2 separate regions of the Muntiacus reevesi genome follow, and region 1 is linked to region 2. Evidence: chromatin contacts called from public Hi-C data. All regions are on one chromosome and are shown on one strand. The core of a region is the stretch at or near the end of the contact, and the rest is flanking DNA. Distances in the headings are between cores, read along the strand shown.

What was found. A called contact is a pair of places that touch in the nucleus more often than the background predicts.
Region 1: a contact with region 2 is called in a Hi-C map of blood, with 3 times the contacts expected there. The contact joins the promoter of PIGH here to the promoter of EIF2S1 in region 2. A contact is called at or near these places in 2 of 3 Hi-C or Micro-C datasets (blood and muscle).

What each region holds. Positions count from the first base shown.
Region 1 is chr7:76,364,027-76,370,971 of mMunRee1.1, forward strand. It overlaps PIGH (phosphatidylinositol glycan anchor biosynthesis class H), which reads right to left and starts at 2,334. Exons shown (of 4, transcript XM_065941325.1): 1 at 2,089-2,334. The coding sequence starts at 2,298.
Region 2 is chr7:76,147,154-76,154,391 of mMunRee1.1, forward strand. EIF2S1 (eukaryotic translation initiation factor 2 subunit alpha) reads left to right here and starts at 4,779. Exons shown (of 8, transcript XM_065940098.1): 1 at 4,779-4,907. ATP6V1D (ATPase H+ transporting V1 subunit D) reads right to left here and starts at 4,686. Exons shown (of 9, transcript XM_065940099.1): 1 at 4,529-4,686; 2 at 389-506. The coding sequence starts at 4,569.

The DNA.
Region 1 (6,945 bases), core at 1,084-3,583, 210 kb after region 2:
TGACCCATATCAGCTTTCCTATAATCACTGCCCAAAACTTTATCACCCCTGCATTTTTTATACTTAATTTTTCTTTCTGAAGTTCTAAAAATTCAATATTGGTTTGGATTGAAGTAAAGCCACATGTCTTAATGAATTCCTCCAACAGATTTCTTCTTATCTTAGCTGAGATTCATTACTCTGATTAATAGTTTTGAGTAGGAGAAAAAATAGAAATTCTGGTACACAGAGCTCTTAAGAAGTCCTGCAATGGAGTTTAAAGGAAGATAAGGTTACTTTCAGTTCAGTCTCTCAGTCGTGTCCGACTCTGCGACCCCATGAACCGCAGCACGCTAGGCCCCCCTGTCCATCACCAACTCCCGGAGTTCACCCAAACCCATGTCCATTGAGTCGGTGATGCCACCCACCCATCTCATCCTGTCGTCCCCTTCTCCTCCTGCCCTCAATCTTTCCCAGCATCAGGGTCTTTTCAAATGAGTCAGCTCTTCGCATCAGGTGGCCAAAGTATTGGAGTTTCAGCTTCAGCTTAGCCCTGAACATTGATGAGTGTAAGTAGGATATACCAGGATGAGAGAGATAAGTACAAAAGGGAGCTGGTGTAAAACAAACCTCCTATTTAAAAATTCTGCTAAGCAAGTCATCGGACAACCTTGGGTTTGAAGCCCCCGTAAGCCATTTACTAGTTTTATCACTTCAGATAAGTTACTACTCTTTCTGAGTCTCGGTTTTCTTCTAAGGCCGAAATGAGGCATTCAGTAAAGCAACTGGCACTCAGTGGGCATTTAATAAATATCTGTTCCCTCCTCCTCACATGACTATGTGGACAGAACTCAGGCTAGTACTGAAATTCAACTGTATTATATATTAAAATTTTTAGGGGGCAGGAGGAAGAACTGTCCTGGCATTTCAACCAGTTCAACTGACTTATGAACTTTTAGATACAACTGATAGAAATTAGGGTCTTAATTTTGCGTATATCTATACTAAATTACCATGCTCTGAAATATGCTCCGGTGGCTTTTTCAAAAAGCTAATGGGGGACTTCCCTGGTGGTCCAGTGGTTAAGAATCCAGCTTGCAGTGCAGTGGATGGGGGCTGGATCCCTGATGAGTGAACTAGGATCCTACAGGCCATGGAGCAATCACAATAAGCAGGCAGCTCCAACTACCTGCCACATCCAAAATTAAAAAAAAAAAAACACGTCTTTTTTTAAGAAAAACTAATAGATGCAGTATTGAAAACAATACCCAAAGTACAGAAATAAATAGCCTTGCGGTACTTGGCTCTGGTCAGATCACTCCTGGAATAAGAAATGCCACTCAGGGCACTACATATGAGAGTAAGTTAAAAATGAAAACGGCAATTAGGATGAGTCCTTTTATTTGAGAGTTGTCACAATGCTGCTACATACGAACCTCACAATGCTATGACGCTGGCATAGCAGGTATCAATTCCATTTTAGAGGTGTGAAAACGGAACCTGAGAAAACACTGGTGGGAATGAATCTGGAAATTAAGCACAGAAACCACCCATCTGTGAAATCTCACAGTGCTTTAGAAAATACTTGGAAGTGGGGTAGTGATTGTGGGGTGGGGGAGGTTAGACTGCCCTGAAAAAGAGAGATTCTTAACCTGCGTGTGAGAACTGTGGAGGCAAAGACAGTTTCTCGAAGGCTGTAAAAGGTATTGTCAGCAGTGATTGCTGTGACGAGTGGAAGTGATGGGTGAGGACGATCCATCCACCTGGTTCTCTTAACTCTTGGAAATGAACTACCGTGAGCCTGCACTACACAGAGCACACGGAAGTTAACGTTTTAGGCTGTCGAGCAAGGACGAGATGTATGCTGAGTGGAACCACAGGGCAGAGAGCAGCGACCCCGGAGCAGGGATAAAGTACAAGAGCGCAAAGTTCACTCAACGTTAGGGAAGAAGAGAGCTGTCCAGCAGCGGAATGGCGTCCCCTGAACCTGCGAGTTTCTGCCCTCCAGGCCGCACGCCTGCAGGAGGGTCCGGCGAGAGCTCTGGGCTCGAGCCTAAGACCCCAAAGATCCTTCCAAACCCGAGCCCCCGCCTCCGAGGCCGGCCTTACCTCACAGAGGGTGAAGAGTCCGTAGGCCGCCAGCCACACGGTGCAGGTGACAGCGGTGAGCGAGCGCAACGAGATCCGAGGGCAGCTGAGGCAGAACTCTAGGCACGAAGGGGAGTAGTATCGGCGGTGCAAGGCCAGACGGCCGCCGCAGATATCTGAGAAGCTCCGCTCGTCCTCCATGGCCGGTTCGCCGGCCCCAGGCCCAGCCATGCCGCGCCGCTCTAGCGCGCCCTCCAGCGTCCTCTCGCTGGTTCTGGACTCACTTCCCCACCGCGGAGTTGGCCACGCCCCTCCTCTGGCGGCGCGCAGCCGCAGTTCGGCGCGGATGGGGTTGTCTTTTCACGCCTTGCGCGGCCGGGATTGAAAGTGTATATACCACCGAGATTCGTAGGGGGTGCCAGTGCCTGAGCGGACAGATGAAAACCGCTGTTAACGTGCTTTCCACTCGACAAACTGATGTTTATTTACAAGCTAGAGTATGCCCCCCAGGAGGCAGTCAACAGGTATTCGTTCATACCATTCATTCATTCATTCATTTCGGTGCCAGGCCATTTTAAGTGCTGAAGGTACAGAGGTGAACAGGATCGACAAGGTCCCTGGCTTCAAGCAGCTTCCTTCCTATTGAGAAACAATATAGAAATAATTCCAGAGAGTGCTGTTGCAGTTTTATGACCTGCAGGGGTGGCTTGGGGAGTCAGGAAAGTCTCAAAGAAAATATACCAGAGCTGCAAGGATATGGAGCCAGACTAGTCTCTGGGAACTCTGGAGGAGGAATTTGCCAGGAAGGAGGACCAGAAAAGACAAAGCCCCCGAGGCTGAAACAGGATTGGCTATTGGTGGAATCAATAGGTCAGAGAGGCGAATGCGTGGGAAATGCAGTTGGAAGTTGGGGAAGTAGGGAGGGGTCAGAACCAGGAGAGTCTGGTAAGGAGATCGGGTTTCATTGCCTAGTTTTCTCTTCCAGACCACTAAGTGGAGCAGTGAGTAGGCAGACAAGTCCTGGCTGGAAGGGTTAACAAGAGTGGAGGATGCAGAAGGTATGGATAATAAAATTACTAAACTCATGAGTAATAGAGACCTGCGGTGTGGATTCCCTTTTCTTTTTCACTTGGGATGTGGCCCAAGAGTGCCTGTGTGGCCCATTAAAAGAATTATGGCGCTTCAGCCCTGGGGCACCATCGTGTATTAAAGAATTTGTGTATAAAGATGAATGGTATAAAGGTCTCATGAACTTGTGTCCTGATGAAAGTCAGGTTCAGTTTCTCCATCTTCATCCAGGATTTTGTTTTCCTTTTTCTTCAAGCGTTATTTTGTTTTTCCAATTTTATTTCTGTATAGTTAATCTTACCAAGCAATACACCCCTTTCATTTTTGTAAATATCATGTGATGTCTTTTATAATGGTAAAAGTGATGTTTGCTTATTATGGAAAATTTGAACAATACAGAAAAGAAGAGAGGCTTCCCTGGAGTCTAGTGGCTTAGAATCTGTGCTCCCAATGCAGAGGGCCTGGCTTCCATCCCTGGTCAGGGAACTAGATCCCATATGCCACAACTAAAGATCCTGCATGTCACAACGGGTTGAAGATTATGCACGTGTACAACTAAGACCCAGTTTAGTCCATTAAATTAAAAAAAAACATTGTCACCATACATGGTTATAAAAAATAAGAAAAATTTAAACCATCCATATTTCCACCCCTCAGAGATAAACACGGTCAGTGTTTTGGGGAACCACTAGTCCTAGAGTTCTTAACTTGCACACCATAGATAAAATAAGAGTTTTTATCTTTAGTTTCTTAACTTCTGATTGAAATTTAACATTTCTTTCGATTGTGAATTAGGCAACAAGCCAATTAGTATTAGTAATACTTGTGATTTTTGTCACTGATAGAAACCACAGATATTTTCATCTGATAATATTCTCAAAATGTCCTTTCCACTCATAACTTCAAAGTTTCTACAGTAATTATTAGACCAATTACTAGATCTCCTTATTTAATGTGTCAACAGAGAGACACATATTACCATAAAACTCTTAAAAAATATTCTGATAACTATTTTAATTCACTTTTGTTTGAAATTCTATGTGTTCATTTACAAACATTATTGTGATAAGGGGTCCATTAGGTTTACTAGATTTACGAAGTATCTGTGACAACAAAAAATGTGAAGAACCTGTGTAGGCTCTGAAGTTTCACCACTCCAGAGTCATAGAAAAAAGACACCTAAGACACCTAAATGTATTTAAAGTACTTAATTTTTTGAATATTAAATTATTATATTAAATATTAAATTCTAGGGACAAATAGTATGGTAATGTAATTCCACAATCTTTATAATCACTTTGCTCTATCAGATCGTCTTCTTAATTTGCTTATCTGCAGTAGAAACTGAAATCTGTGTATTTGCCATTTGCTTAGATGCCGCGTGGGATATAAAGTGACAAGTTCTCACGACCATAACCCTGTAAAGACAGCAAGGAGTGATATATATATATATAAGCTATCAATTTTGGACTTCAAAGTATTCATCAGCCTCAAAAGTTTGGTGGAGGGGACTTGCCTGGCAGTCCAGAGGCTGAGACTGTGCTCCAAATGCAGCGGGTCCAGGTTCAATCCCTGGTCAGAGACCGAGAACCCACATGCTGCAACTAAGAGTATGTGCCATAACTAAGATCTGGTGCAGCCAAATAAATAAATAGAAGTAGATAAATAAAAATTTTTTAAAAAGTTCGATGGAATATAACAGCAAGGAAGGGCGGGCTGACGAAAAGAATTCAAACTTAGCAATTGGCAAGCTTCTCCATGGAGTTTTATTAATGATATCTTTTTGCAGGGTCACTAAAAGAGTCTCATAACCAATTCCCTAGTGAATTTAGTTGTGGAGAAGCAGAGAAAGGAAGTATGAGAAACACATACCCTGTGTATGTCAAGGCACTAACTGCTATGAAAATAAAATGTCAGTAGCATAACAATAAATGTTGGTTTATTGTCTGTGTATAGCTCATTTAAGTGCTTCTGGTCAAATGACTCCTCATTCTGCCCAGTGGTAACTCAGAGACCCAGGCACCTTCTATTTAGCGGCTTCACAATCTCTCGGGGCTTCCTCATGTTTCCTTCCATTGGATCTTCTGCATCCAACAGATGAGGGGGCAAGCATAGAGGATCATTCCTGGGAGGGTTTTATGGCCAAGTCTTCGACCTGCAGAACTCATAAACATGGATATACGGAACTTCAAAGGAGGCCGGGAAACACTGTCTATCAGTATGCCAAGTGGTGAAAGAAAAATGATTTGGTGAACGACTGGCCAGTCTTCACTACACTTTCCAAAGAGTTCTGGCTTCGAGAACTAGAAAATATATTTGAGTGAATTGAGCATTGTGGTGACAATAAACAGGAATAATCTGACCTACTTTTGATAAAACAGGTACTTACCTCAACTGCTGAAGTTGTTCTTGGAAGCTGAGTGTTTATGAATAGTAAGAAAAATATCTAGCCAAAGAATTCAGATAACTTTTTATTTTTATGGCCTGTGCTCGATTCCTTCTTTTTTTGTGTGTGGCTACGATAGGTCTTCATTGTGACACTGGGGCGCTCTCTAGTTGTGGAGAACAGGCTCTCAAGTGTGTGGACGCAGTTGTTGCAGCAGTGGGATCTTAGTTCCCTGATCAGAGATTAAACCTGCATCCTCTGCACTGGAAAGCGGATTTCCAACCACTGGACCACCAGGGAAATCCCCGAGCTAGATTCTTAAAACCTTTCTTATAGCGCTTTCTCTTAGTATTTACACTGATCGATAGTGTAGTTTCTCTAAGAATACTGTCTTATTCTGTAGTTTTTATTGTTTTTTTCTTATGATATAATATTAATGATTGTTGCTACTGTGTTAACTGACAGTAGAATTTATTTAGGACCATGTACTCATAGGGGAGAAAAAGTAGAGGCCCATCTAAGCAAAAAGAAATTCCGAAGAAATAGGGTTTTAAAAAGATAAATATTGAAATTATACCTCAAGTTTTAAAAAGCCGACTAAAAGAACTTAAAAAGCTTGTTGCAATTTTGTGAAACTGATCAAGAAAGTATTTACTTTGCATAAAAAAAAGGTAAATATAACACACTTCATCTTGTTCAGGATTTCATTTTGGTTTATCTATGTAGTGTGGATATGCCTCTTTATATAGCTTTTTTTTAGTGTGATTTCTTTTGGTACTACATTACATTTATGAAACTGTTTTAGAAAAAACTTGATCTACTGTATTTCTTCTTTACTCTTACACTACTATCACACTCACAACACTTCTGACACCAAATGCTGGGGAAGGGGGTCCCACACCAAGGACAATAATTCTCTGTGACACCAGTTTTCACACTCCATTATGTTCTGTTGTTCTCTTTTGTTTCTCCTTGTGCCAGCATCAACCTGTCTTGTTACTTTACAGTAGGCATTGATTTCTCATAGTGTTAAGTCTTTCAACTGTGATATTTCACTTCAAGACTGTTGAAATATTTTACTTCAAGACTGTTGTTGACTGTTCTAGGTTCTTTGTATACAACATAGTGATTCACAGTTTTTCAAGATTATACTCTATTTATAGTTATTATAAAGTATTGGCTATATTCCCTGTACTTTACAATATATTCTTGTAGCTTATTTTTTTTTCCTTTGGTTTTTTTTTTTTTTTCACTTTTGCTTATTTATTTTTTAACATCTTACTTATGTTAAGATTTCTAGGTCATGAACCTGGTCCTGTATATCTCTGTTTATTTAGGTCTTCTCTACTTTCTCTTAGTGGTCTTCTGCAGTTGTCTTGTACATCTTTCATCACACTTATTTCTAGGTATTTGGTGCTTTTTGA
Region 2 (7,238 bases), core at 3,529-6,028:
GATGTAATGTTTGAGAATACCCAATAATTTTTTTGAAAGAGAAGACAAACTGGGGCAGAGGGTTAGAAAGTTACCAGACAGGCCAGAGGAGCAATTATAAGAAAACAAGGGAAAGAGCACTTCAGGCAGAAGAAAGAGCTAATGCAAAGGTCCCAGCAGAGGATGTTAGAAGAAAGGTCCAAATGAGACCAGAGGGGCAGGCAAGGGCCAGAAAAGATAAATAAGGACTTGGGTGCAAGAGTAAAGAGTCTGAATTTGATTTCATGACCTTTCTGAAACTTGTTACATTTATAATGGCATTTTTACTTTTGAAAGAAAAATATTAACAGCCATGCTGGATTTTCCATAGATACTTCTAAAACACAGTTCAAAGCAAACTTCATTCTACCTCTATTATCTTCTTAAGGATCTGTCGAAATCGAAGAGTTAAGGCATCAGATTTTTTCTTCAGGAGGTTTCGACCTGTCTGTGCTCCTTTTAACCGGGCCTTCATGATGGTCTGTGCCCTACGTAAACAAAGTTAAAGAAATTTAAGATAAAAATACTTCCCTAATATGGTGTTAAAACCCTGCTTTATCTGTTGATGTCATGGGCGCAAGAATATACAGCATTTGTGGCTAACAAGCTTAACTGGTTTCTCAACATTGTAGATCTCCACCCTCAGTGTTCCACAAGTGAGAAGTCTTTTTTATATAAAACAGTAACAATCCTCTAATAAGTATTTAATAAATTAATATTTATTAAATCAGAATAAACATATAAAGAGCCCTATTTTTTTTTTTTTTTCCCGCGGCAGGAGGATGGGAAAGAGCCCTATTTTATGATGTCAGCACTGTTTACTTACTTGATTTGTGAATTATAACAATATATGTGTTTCCATTAAGGACTTAAAAATTTTGTCCATTAACAGATAGCAAAATTTGAAATGCACTTATCTTCAGGACCAACAATTGCACTTTAAGGGTCTTATGCCACTGACTGACTGCCACAGGTACACAAAAGCATGTACAAGGTTAAGGATGAGTACTCCAGCCTTATTTGTAGTAGCAAAAGGGTGGAAACAAATATCCCACAAATCATGGTTCATCATACAACAGAATGATATGCAGTCAGTAAAAAAACAAACAACAACAACAAAAAAAACAAAAAAAACCCACAGTAAGGCAGATCCGCATGTATTCCCAATATTACACTATCTTAGTTACACAAAGTAAGGGATACATGGGCTTATATAGATACAGAGGACAGTTCTAGAAAATTTCACAGAAACTGGTAACAGTTTCCTTTGAAAAATAAAGCATTTACTTTTTAAATGGAAAAAATGGACTTACTCTTTACTACTACACTGTTTTACCTTCTCCATCTTATATACCATAATCATTTCTCATTTTCCCATTAAAAGTGTGGCACTGAAGTGTTTTGATATCACCAATGAAGACTCTACTACCACTTTATTAAATTGTAAATGACTCTAGATAACAAATAACACAAATGAACTCCTGAGAAATGACAAGTCACTGAAGTCTCCCTGCCTCATTCCAATCTTTTCCTATCGGAAACCCCAAACCAAAGGCAAGAAGGCAACAGCAAAAACCGACACTTCTGTTTTTGCTACCATATGCCAGATAAAATTTAATAATGAGGAAGAAAAGTGGGTAGTCAGATTCAATAATAGATTGCATGAGACACTTAGAATAATTTAAGGGGATATAGTTTCATATGACTGGTGTTATAATCAACTTCAAAATAGTTTTTACTAAACTTTTGGGTACATTTTTAGATTATGAATCTTCTACCACAGGCCAAAGGTTACTAAGACCATTCTGTAGCTGGAAAGGGCTTTAGACATTATCTTGCAGGACAGGAAAATGAAGCTCAGAAAAGTAAAACAACTTTCCCACAGTCACTCAGCGAAGAAAAGACAGAGTAAGAACTTGATCCAGATTTCTGACTTGGTGATTTAACCAAGGCTCAAACTAAGGCTCAAACCTAAGTCCTCTGTACCCCAACCGGTGCCACACTGCTTCACCTACAGATTATAAACCACCTCAGGCGAACAGTTCTGTCTTTGAAAAACTAGCTATTAGTGGCTGAAATTGCACTGACAACCCTCACTGGAGGTTTACCCAAGTGAAGCTGGTTCAGTTTTCAGCCTGAGTAGGAGTTATGCACCCCATTGTGTACATTTAAAATACCATGCTGTTGACACTAACCACCAGAGTTTGGGTTCAAAGCGTTGAACCAAATTTAAGTCAAATCCTAGTATTGCAGATTGCACCAAGTATACAATAAAAAGGCGAACTGTTTGTGAATTCATCTTAATTTTAATCTCCTATATTTAATTTCTTTTCTGATGAAATAGACAAATTTTAATTCTTGAAAACCAAAGAGTGACTTGCCCGAGGGCCTACAGTTAGTATGTAGTAGAACCTCGATGTGACTGGTTTCTGCAGACTCCAAATCCTTCATGTCTCTTTTGCTTCCACTCTAAACTTGTTTTTGCTCTCTGCTGCCTAAGCAGGTGACAGCGTCATCTTACAGCATAATACAGTAAGGTGAAAGCATCTGAAACAAATCACTAGTGTATTTTCTAACCTAGCTCTTAAAAAAACTTCTTTTGTAAGTTACAAAGCTGCTCAGTCCTACAAAAAATGCTTGACCTTCAGCTAGGACGATTATTTTGCTTCCAGCTGAATCAAAGACATCTGACTACATGACAAAGTACCTGCTGATAGGCATTGGGGAAAATATTTAGAGAAGCAGTTACTTCCTGCACCTGATTTTCCTCTTAATCAGCAAGCTGAACATTCTCAAACAGCAAATTTTCACCTCCCCAAACCTATCATTCATGTCTAAGCCCAAATAAGCGTATTCTCACCTCCTAGTCTTAAAGTAAAAACATCAACAACAACAAAATGTTAACATTCTGACTACCACCAAAGATAAATGCAGCCAGACATTAATTAAAGTGGTGAAAGAGACATTATTCAGTAACTGCTGACAGCAAGGGAAAAGAGCCGAGCTCCTCTCTGATGGTGCACAGGTGATTAGGCATTTTAAAAGGAGTGAGTGGACATGATTTGGAGAAAAGAAAAATTCCAAAAGGTTGGGCAATGGAAATGCCATCAGGCCAGCTGTGTCTGCTAGCGTACAATTAAGGAAGGGAGGTCAGAGGCACAGCCTAAGGTGTTGCATATTTGGCTAGATGAACTTTCTTAGGCCGGCATTTTACCCGGAGCTGGAGTCATCTTCGGAACACAATCTTAGGCTACTAGAAGCCAAGCTAGAGTCTGGTGGTCTCTCAGTGCAGGGCTTTGGATGGAGTCAGAGTCATTAAGTGCTGGGAGTTCTAAAGTCCTCCCAACCCCAAGGTATTCCTGATCTTTATCTATTTCAGAAGGCACTGCCTTTCTCCACACTGACTTGCCTCCCACCTAGGGCAAACAGCTATTATAAAGTCAATAGATAAGGTAAAAACCAAACAAAAACCCCTTCGTTTCATTAAAAGCTGTAGCCACCCACGAAGAGGCAGAAATCCAGGTTTGGGGTTAAAATAAACTCTTATTTTAACCCTCCTCAGATTCTCTGAGAAAAGTCAAGAAGAAAAACAACACAGCATACCCAAACAGATAGGGTCAAAATCAAAAGATCTAACTGTCAAAGCCAAAACTGATTTTCTGCTCCTCAGTGAAAAAAGAGTAAAAGAACGTAGAGGGCAAATAAGAGCAATCTTTATCTTCCACACGTTGTTAGGCACATTTGAGTAAACGTCAAAATTTTACTCCTACCGAAGAATTTAGACCAACAGAGAAAGGAGACCACAACTGAACAGATTCCACGGGCCTGGGTTCATTCAAGCAACATTTTTTGTGGACGATTAACAATCAAGACATCTCTCATCCTGGAGAGGTTTCTCAATTCAGTGGTAAATGTGCATAAGCTTATATCCACTTTACAATGAGATGGATGATATTAACATAATGAATACTGAATGGTGATGGAACAAAATAAGAGTCTCAGAAATTCAGGGATAACTTCCCACGGCATGTGACATTTCACGGGATCTTGCCAAGATGAACCTTACGCCCACGCTAGGGAGATTCAACCCCCCGATTAGGCCTGCTTCACATCGCAGTCAACTTCCCATCTCAAAGCATTTATCAAATTTCATCGCCTGGTCCATATCTTCACTGAACTGTGAGCTCTATTCTGGCAGCAGTAGCGACAATTCAGTTTTTTATAAATCCACTGCCCGGATCAATAGGGAATGTGGAATGAATGGCTCGATTAATAACTGAAGTCAGCAGACCTCCACAAAAGTCAGCAGCTCGGGCTGAACTCGGTCCAGTCTGGTTCAACTCAGAGCAAAGGGGCTCGTCAGGGAGCCTTGCCCTGGACTCAGGAAGAGACCTGAGAGCTCAGGATCGGCCCAACATACAAGAAGCCCCGCCGCTGGTCCAGGGTAATGAAGGGCCAGCGGCTCAGGCAGGTGTTCCTGAACACCTGCTCGTTCCATTCTTTTACTTACATTCGCGAGGGAAAGATTTCAATTCGGTCTTTGCCCGACATTCTGACGATGACTCTTCGGCTCGGGTTCCTGGTCGGGCAACCGTGGCTGCAACAACCCAGCCACTGAGTCTTTCTCTACGGGAGTCAGCTGGTGTGTCACGTGACCCTCTCCCGTTGCTAAGAGGAAGCCGGGCTCTGCAGTCTTCACTTCCGCTTCCTGTCGGTACGGGTGAGGGCCGGGGTACGGGGAGGGCGAGGACAACAAGAAGGCGATGCCCGGATGTTGAGGCGCGCGCACCCCGGAATCGCTCCCTCATTTCCGGTTCGCCTTCTAGCCCCTCCCCTTCCACCTCCCAAGCTGCTGCGGTCGGTTCTGCATGCGCCAAGAGAAAGAACAGGTAAGAGTACACTCCTTCTCTTTCTCCAGTTTTCATCTTTGGTCACAGCGCCACCTCCTGATTGACTGAAGGTTCCAGCGAGGATTTATGCTTTAGGGACAAGGAATCAGTCTTCCCTTTTACCTACGCCTTGACGATTACTTAGCGAAAGCTAAAGATAACGAGAAAACGTACTTTTCAGGTCCTCCTAAGGTCCACATTCTTTGTCCTCGGAGGACCTGGACTCTATGGTCAGTGACGAAGAGGGGCCTCTCTCCCGTTGGCGCTTGCGTGCTGTGAGTGGTTCCGCATGCGCGGTGTGGGTAAGCGAAGCGCACGCTGAGGAGAGTCGGCGACTACTGAGGGCAGGTCGAGTCTGATCTCTCCGACTGAAGAGCGTGGCGTGGGACCCTGGTGTGGGCTTCACACACATACCTCAGGTGACTAGTCTCTCTGATCGGTTTCTCCAGGAATTCACTTTGATTGTGTCTAGGGACGTGGGTGGTCGGTAGAGGGTAGGCCCCGGAGCTAACACCCCCTCCTTTTCCCGTCCTCGCGCGGGAAGTGTCTGGACACGACTGCCGCCACTCGCCGGCTGCGTGTCGGCCTCCCCGTGTAGCAGAGGTGTCATGGTACGGACGGAGGAATCTCGTGAAGGCAAGTGGCCCAAGTGATGGGACGGCCTCGTCAATATGCTGATAGTGGGGGTGTCTTGAGGTGGGGCGGCCTGGGGAGAACGCCGTGACACCCCGCCCCAGGACGCTGAGCACTTTGCTGTCTCTAGGCCTGAGAATTTCATCCTTCCCCCCCCCGGCCCCTCTTCTTCCGCCCCGGCAAATACTACCTCTCAATGGTGACCGGACAGGACACTTTAAGGAACCTGTGGATTGGGCCACGATTTTGACAAGAGTTGGGTTAAGAAAAGATCCGAGAATAGTTGGTTAACCTGAGCACTAATATTAAAAAATCGAAGCTCTTGTTACCCTGTCGCTGGAGTTGTGCGTTTTTGTAGAATGAGTCAGTCCTTAGGACGAAAGTAAAAGATACTACTGAAGAGTTTATCATTCTTCGTATCATTTTGCCGTATTTTCAGCACGGTTGAGAACAGACTTGTAGAATTAAGCGCTGTGGTTTTCCGGTTAAGCAGAACTGAAAAACACAAGATATGGAAATTTTAGGTGCCTTTTGTTAACTACCCCAGACTTAGTCTACTTTAATTTTCAGTAAACAAGAAACATTGTTTCTTGGGGGAAAAGTGTAGCAAAAAAGTCTTGGTTTTTTTTCTTCCGATTGAAGTTGTTACTCAAGGGGGGAAAAAAAATCTTATAACTCCGTGTCTTTGAGCAGTTTGGAATTACATAGAGCTTTACTGCCTGTTCTTAGTGCATCGGATGCCAACTGAGAGTTTCTGGTTCTTAAAAGATCTCAAGAAGATGCGCAGTTTTAGAGATTGGTGCTTCCTATTTCAACTACAGCGAAATAATTGAAAAGCTTTATTTGTTTAGCACTTCTGTACTGAAATTGAGCATTCATAGAGCATAACTGATAAGTGTTAGAGCCGAATTAGGATTACCACAAGAGTTGCCTCTATCACATCATGCTTTGCTTTGGAAGGGAGTGTGGACTTCCTGTATCCATGATGACGACTGGAGCACGCAGTGATTTAAAAACTCCTGCCTACCATTTGACCAGGCAGAATTACCGACGGTGCAGAGTATTTGAAATTAGCTTGGAGCTCAGTTGTTGCATTTTGAAAGATTCTTTACTGGAGAACACATACTGTATTGTAGTACTCTGACATATTGAGGCTTTGTGGGTTAAACTCTGGATTTAGTGTCACATGACCTGGTTTTAGCTCCTGTTGTACTTAGTAAGCATTTGTCTTTGAGGAAATCATTTAGTACTTTATTTTAATAATAAAAATAATTGTTTAATGAATTAAGTTACAAAATAGAAATATTTCCTTTGCCTTTTAATATCTTATATTTGTATAGCACATTACACTTTCCAACTCTTTGCACGTGTATATTATTTCATTTGATGTCCTCCACAAACCTGTGAAGTACATGGCACACGTTAGAAGCTACAGTTAATGGGAATACATTAGTATTCCTAAGCCACAGTTAGTAAGTAGGAGAGCAAAGTTGTAGATTATTTTTTTTGTACTTATGTACTGTCTTTCACTGTGAATGACATACTATCAGCATTATTCCTTTTTTACATTATCTTTTACAAAGAGATTTGCACCTTCTGAAGCAGTGGCATCCATATCACTCTTCAGGATTCTTTTACACTATTGCCTGTGTTCTTTTACAATCAAATTGCATCTTGCTTCTCCAAAATTATCCGCTT